Linked DNA regions of Gossypium hirsutum: region 2 is linked to region 1. A link is a contact called in public Hi-C data. All regions are on one chromosome and are shown on one strand. Each heading gives the region's core, a stretch centred on a gene start, on an enhancer-like site or on the middle of the called end of the contact. The rest is flanking DNA. Distances are from core to core; before and after follow the strand shown.

What was found. Hi-C and Micro-C count contacts between places; a contact is called where the count stands out from the background.
Region 2: a Hi-C map of petal shows a contact between it and region 1, with 7 times the contacts expected there. The contact joins the enhancer-like site here to the promoter of LOC107962841 in region 1. A contact is called at or near these places in 10 of 34 Hi-C or Micro-C datasets (anther, callus, fibers and 3 more).

The regions. Positions count from the first base shown.
Region 1 is chrA06:24,746,749-24,750,119 of Gossypium_hirsutum_v2.1, forward strand. LOC107962841 (alpha-aminoadipic semialdehyde synthase) reads right to left here and starts at 1,817. Exons shown (of 26, transcript XM_016899383.2): 1 at 1,625-1,817; 2 at 1,389-1,447; 3 at 787-1,042; 4 at 624-710; 5 at 420-549; 6 at 147-320; 7 at 1-2. The coding sequence starts at 1,035.
Region 2 is chrA06:24,934,982-24,938,352 of Gossypium_hirsutum_v2.1, forward strand. No RefSeq gene overlaps it. Among protein-coding and RNA genes, the nearest start is that of LOC107961652, 33 kb to the right of the region's middle. Within about 2 kb of position 1,615, at least 1 of the 9 cell types and tissues checked has an H3K27ac peak or open chromatin away from gene starts, as enhancers often do.

The sequences.
Region 1 (3,371 bases), core at 567-3,066:
AACTGCAAAGCAAAACAGTGGTATTAGGCAAGTTTATACATTGAGTAATCTAATAACATCAAATGAATGCAAACTCTGTAGCAGCACAACAGACATGTATTCTGATGGAAGATCACATAATTGAATGTTGTAAGAAGTTCCAGTACCATTTCCGGAACCCGTGAATACGAAGATTACAGGACATATCCCTGAAGGCAGTCCCTGAGAAGCTATCTCTTCACCCACGGTGATCACTGCAGCCTTTGCAGCAGCCAAGGAAGGATACATATATGATGCACCCAGAGACAGGAATGGTGTTGAATATCCAAGACTCAAATACCCTGAAATTTGATGACAATTCAGCATCTTCACATAGACAAAGGTATGCAAATGATAAAATCTCCAAAATTTTAAAAGGATTAAAGAGTCATAGAGCATACGCTGTCCCAATCCGCGTAATAAATCGATCATTCCTGCTCTGCCAGCATATTTGCCAAATGCAAGTAACCTTTTACCATTGTCCCCAACAATAAGCTCATAGTCATACAACGATACCCTCTCCGCGAGGATCTACATGCATGCCATAGACAAAGTCATACAATAAGTTCATAGTGTCATACAAAGATACAACAGAAGAAGCTTACCTTATCCAATAATGGCATATTCTCCTTCTGAGCTTTGTGAGTATGTGAGAAGAAGGCATAAGCTCTATTAGGAAGAATCATGTCTAACTGCAATAAAGCACAACCAGTTAGGCCATAAAAGATTGTAAAATGTAAACAATAGGGAAAGGTGAACATTTAGCACCTTTGGTTGCTTGATACCCAAAATAAGACCACATTCTGATAAGTCATCTGATATGTGACAACCAACATCCTCGTAGAGGGAATCGTGATGGATGCGCTTCGTCGATGGCTGCACTATTATACGAGCTATACCTGTTTTCTCCCTCCCGCTGTGTAAAAGTCGAGCACAATGTGATGGGGTGAGAGGAACCCTTCTTTCCCATTTATTTGATGACTCAGAAAGAATCCCAACAACTCCATTTCCAAGCATCTTGAACCTTCACCAGAGAAAACAAAAGAAAAAAAAATGAACAACTAGAACTATTACAGGCTTCTTTAGAATGGGATTGAACAAAAAATACTAATCAAAGTATGTTTCTTACAGAGGATCCCATAATAAAATAGAAAACAAACTAAGAATGAAACAAATTGCTGCAGAACAATTATACCTCAATGAGATCAGTCACTGAGAAATTTAAATACTGCCGACAGTTTGTTTTATTGGGATCATTTCTCATTCAATCGAACAAATTAAGTGTGATTTTGAAGTTATATAAACACAAGTTGAGGAAAGATTCAAACACGTAAGAGAGAGAAACAGAGATTGAAGAAAATACAACTTACTTGTAAATGAAGAATTAAAAGATGAGATGAACCCAAATTGAAGCGGTGATCAAACAGTTCTGGGAAAGAAAAAGATATATCACTGAACTGATGAGTAGAGACTATGAACATGTATGAATTACATGTCATTAGAACAAATATTAGTCTGAAACTCAGAAATCATATTGATTGAGTTTAACAATGAAAATAATAAAAATAATAATAATAGTAACGTTGAAACAGAGGAACCGCTCTACGTTGAAAGAAAGGAAAAGTTTAGTTGTGAAAAAAGATGGGCAGCTGCCACCTAGCTTCCGGGAATCATAGAAGAAGAGATCGTAATACGGATTAAAGGCTTCAGAGCGGAGGAAGTTTATCAGGAAAATATAGTATAAATAAATGAATGATGATATGTTAATGCATGTATCTGGAATCCTACTCGTGAATCATGGATGGATTATCACTTCCCTTTTTGTTTTGGGGTGATGATAAGGATATGACGCTAGGGACAGAGAAGATGGGTCCCACTTTTCAGTTATTACATATCTATTACTTCCAATCACGTGGGGCCACGTATATCCTAGTTCCAAATGCCTTCCCATAATTAAATCATGTCTAATGTTAGGTTTCAATTTTTGCCACTGGGACAAGTTACCCTTTCTCCACCTCATCACGTCTCCTTAAGACTTGCATTTACCGGCTTATTATTATTATTATTAATATGATCTTAAAATTTTTAATAAAATACGAAAATATTCACTACTTTGATTATGTACATAAAATTATTTGAAATGAATATTCAAAGTTCATCGAACGAAAGATAACGATACTATCTATATAAATATCAAGGAAAGCCCCAGAAATAAACTATGATGTATGTGTCAGGTTTTTTTTAATTTTTTTAAATTTTAAAAGATATTATTTTATTTGTTGCACTTATGTGTTTTTTTTTTTAAATTTAAAACTGTAAAAAAGGAAACTATATTTTATTTGATAGAACCATTAAGAATATAGCTATTAATGTATTGTATTTTTTTAAAATTTAATTAAATTTAAATATAAAAATAATATTTTATTTGATAGAGTCATTCTTTCTAGTGCGATCAAATAGTTAAATATAACCCTTGATCACTATAAGTTGAAATAAATTTTTTTTATATTATGTTAGAGGAGAGGATGAATGGGAAAGAGATGATGGGTGTTTTTTTAATGTATTTGTGTTTTTGTTTATTTAATAAAATTTATAATTTGAGGTATGTTTTGTTTAATGATAATCTGGTGGAGCTTCGGCATCTGCAAAATTAATGATTATTTTTTTTGCCAGTTATTTATTTAGTTATTGGTTCAAATTGGTTATGCAGCAACAAGTGGATTATTTGGGATTCTCTAGGTCAACGAAATGTTTGAAAGTTTAAGGAATGCCAAATTGAACTGCACGGGTGAGATCATTACTATCAACGGCATTCGAGAAGCAAGATAATAACATTGAAAAACTTGCTCGGACGATTTGCTCGTGTTGCAGTTAAAAATTATATTTTTCAATTTGTAAGACATAATACTATAGATCTTGAACAAAATCATTTAATTATGTTTTATTTGTAAGACATAATGTTAGCGGTCTTGAACAAAAATCATTTTTTTTAGTATTGAGAAAATTGCTCGTGGTGTAAAATTATATATTGTAAGTTTAGTGAAATTATTTTTGAATGTTGCAAATGTAAAATTATATTCTTTAAAATATAATTTTTAAATTATATAAATTGTAAAATTAAATATTGTGAGTTTAGTGAAATAATTTCCATTTAAATCATTTTTGTAATGTGAATTAATCGTTTGGTAAGGGACATTTTTAAAAGAAAGTAAGAAATAGAGGACAAAAAAATAAAGAAACTTTGGGAAAAAAGAGAAAGAAAGAAAAAAAGAAAGTAGAAGAGAGAGTTAACTGAAAAAAAAATGAAAAATGATTGTTTTGTAAAAAAAATATACTGAGACATTTTTAAAATA
Region 2 (3,371 bases), core at 365-2,864, 190 kb after region 1:
TTAGAAGGCTGATAATTAAAATTATGATGGCTGTTGATAGTAGGAAGCTTGGTTGAAGGAAGCATTGGGTCTCTCACCAAAAAATTAAAGTCACTATTTGCCATCTTTGAATATAATATGTATGGATTTATATTTCTTCTATTCTCTATATTTTTATTCCATTGTAGAATTATTCATCAGTCGAGTCAGGCCGAAAAAAAAATTTATGTTTGGTTCAAAAAATAGGTTTAAATTTTTATCCAAGTTCGACCCGGATAAAAATGTTAAAACTCGAGCTTGACTTAATCCGCCCGTATTAAATTTTACATATAAAAATACATTTAATAAAATGTAATACATCAAATACACTAAAAACATTAAAATAAATGTTTCCCAACAAATAAAAAAAGGTAAAAAAATACTTAAATAACACTAAAATAAGTGCAGCTTAGCAAAGCAAATATCTCTAAAATAGTAGCAAAATTAATAATAAAACCAGAGTTATACAATATCTAAACAATAATAATAAAATAGTAACAATATAATAGCGAGGGAAAGGATTCTATGAAACAGGGACGCAACATCATCTGTATCCATTTTCTAATAGTTTTATCCCACATCAGAATTTTCATCATGAATTTCAGTATTTTCATCCTGAAAAAAGTCAAATCCAAATTAAAATCCTGAAATTCAGGATAAAATTATTAATATGACATAAAACTATTGGAAATGAATAATATCCCTATTACATGCAATCCTTTCTCATCATAGTGAAATAATAGCAAACCAATGAAAAAATAGTGGCAAAACAACTTTTTTTGCAAATTCAAGCCAGGCCAAAAAAACTTACTCGAGGCCCAGTCCATTTAGAAAATGGGCTTTGTTTTTTGTTTAAGCTCATTTTTTGGGCTTATATTTTTTTCTCAAACTCTACTACTTTTCAGAAAAATCTTCAGGCCAAACCAGGTGGCCCAACCCATGGACAAGTCTATTCTATTGGTAATGAATAGAATTTTGTATTATTAATGCATTAAATATTAATCTTATATGTAAATGTATACTCGTGAAATTTAAAGGGAAATCATCCTTTTAAAGTTATATATATGGATAATGTTAATTTAAATAATTGAACTGATGGTGGAATTGATCAAACCATTAATTCAATTGTGAGTTTAACCGTAAAAAATTAATTATTTAAAAATTTATAATTTTGTTTAAAAAATATAAAATTCATTCAATCAGTTTAACTATCGATTCTTTATTTCGATTATTTACTAATTTTGAAGGGTTCATTTATAGGTTAGTTCAATTCCTATATTTAAATTAATATTATACTAATCAGTTTAGTCCAACCAATCTAACTGTTCAACTTAATTCGATTCAAACAACATATGGCATATGGAGCTAATCAGATCTTCATTACTACAAGGCCTACCTTAAGTGGCTATATTTAATCACTCCAGCCACATCTCTCGTTCATCAAATGTTGAAAGTACACATTGATCATTGTCTAATTGCCGGTGCTAACATTTAAAGTGATTGTATATATACACACACACGTACTAGTGCACTGAAACCAGTCCAATAGTCCAGTTTTCATCACTTTTCTACATCGCTGTTTTTCCTTCCCAAAGGGAAACAAAAAAGAGTTATAGCTTGTGTCCTGGAAATGGGTGTCAATGACCAAACCAGAAAACCGTAAGAGACCCCGTTGTTGGTTCACCCTGTGATCTAAAGCCCTCATTTTCAGCAACCTTGAATCCTGTTGCTGATGTTAACATATGTTTATTTTTTTATTTTTTACTTTAATTTTTTGCTTCCTTTCACAAGGTTTTGGGTGGAAGCAAAGCAACTTGATTGGTTAACTGAACTTTCTGTGCATGATATTGCATGTGATCTAGCCACTTTTGATCGTCCTTCAATGTCCATCCACATGATTCATCATTGTTAGGTTGATGGATTCAATTCATGTTTTGTGTGTGAAATTATCTTTTAATCCCTATGTACTTTAATTTAGCACAATTAGGTCTATATACATAATTGGGCTAAAATCTTACACTCCCTTCCAAAAAGGTTATTCAATATTGTTGAGGATGGATTAACTCCTTTTGGAGAAGTATTCGAACCGTCGTCGGGGATGCCAATGTGATCTCTCAACAATAGAAAGTATTGTCCCCAGGAGTTGTTGAGAGATTGGATCAACCTCTTTGAAGACGACACTTCAAAGATTTCTCCCAGATGAGCGATCATCTCTCAACAATTATATGATTGTAACTTCAATTGAATAATTATTTTTACCATTTTTTATTAGTTTTAAAAATTCCAGCTCAAATTTATTATTTAGATTAGATCATAACATTAACAATATTATAATTATACCAAATAATAATTTTCATTAATTAAACAGGAATTAGTTATGGAGTAGGGGAGTTATTAATTATTATTGTTGCTGCTTAATTATTCCTTTGAGTTGCAATTTCTTTTATATATACGCTATTGTATGAATTTTCTAAAAGCTATATCAAATTTGTTATGATTTTTTGTTCGAAATTCCATCGGAATAAAGTCTCTAAAGGAATTGTCTCATTTGTCTCTGTCCATGTTGCATGTATTTTTTTTCCATTTTTTATGCATTTACAATCACAACTGCTAGACACTGCTTTATGTTGCTTCATCTCACTTTTTGTTAATAACTATTTTTTAATTTAATTTTATAAATATATATTTATAGCTTATTTATCAACATCATTTTGATATATATATATATATATTAGTATATGTAAAGTATAAATTTATAAAGTATACATAAGATATTAACATATCTAAGATTTTAGTATAAATAATTAAAAATGATACATAAAATATTGTAAAAGGATAAAATAATAACTTTAAAATAATGAAAAGGCAAAGCATGTATTTACTACGATTGTTCGTTACGTACATTAAGGATATTAAGTTTAGTTTTATTATTTTCCTTTACTTTTCAAAGATATTAGGCATGTCGATATTAAATTCTAAGAGAATTTTGAAAAATATATAATATTTTTGTAAAAAAAAAACTCTAAATCTTAATACCGTTTCAATCTAGTAACAAAACATTGTGACATAAAAGTTTTGGCTCAATATGTAACAACCCTATCCTATTCCTGATTATTAAAAAAATCTTAAGCAATAGATAACGGCCCATCCTTTTTGTCTCTTGTTGATCGTGTAGGTCATATAAAGCCCTTTTTTTTTCAACTTCAAAGTTTATACAGATTTGGACTTGATGGGGTTTAGCTTTGTATTAGTCGCGTGGTCCAAAAAGAACTGGAAAGAGAAAAGAAAAGCACAATTTTGTTTTAATCAAAATAATAATTTGGCTTGAAATTGGCTTAAATATCAAATCATGT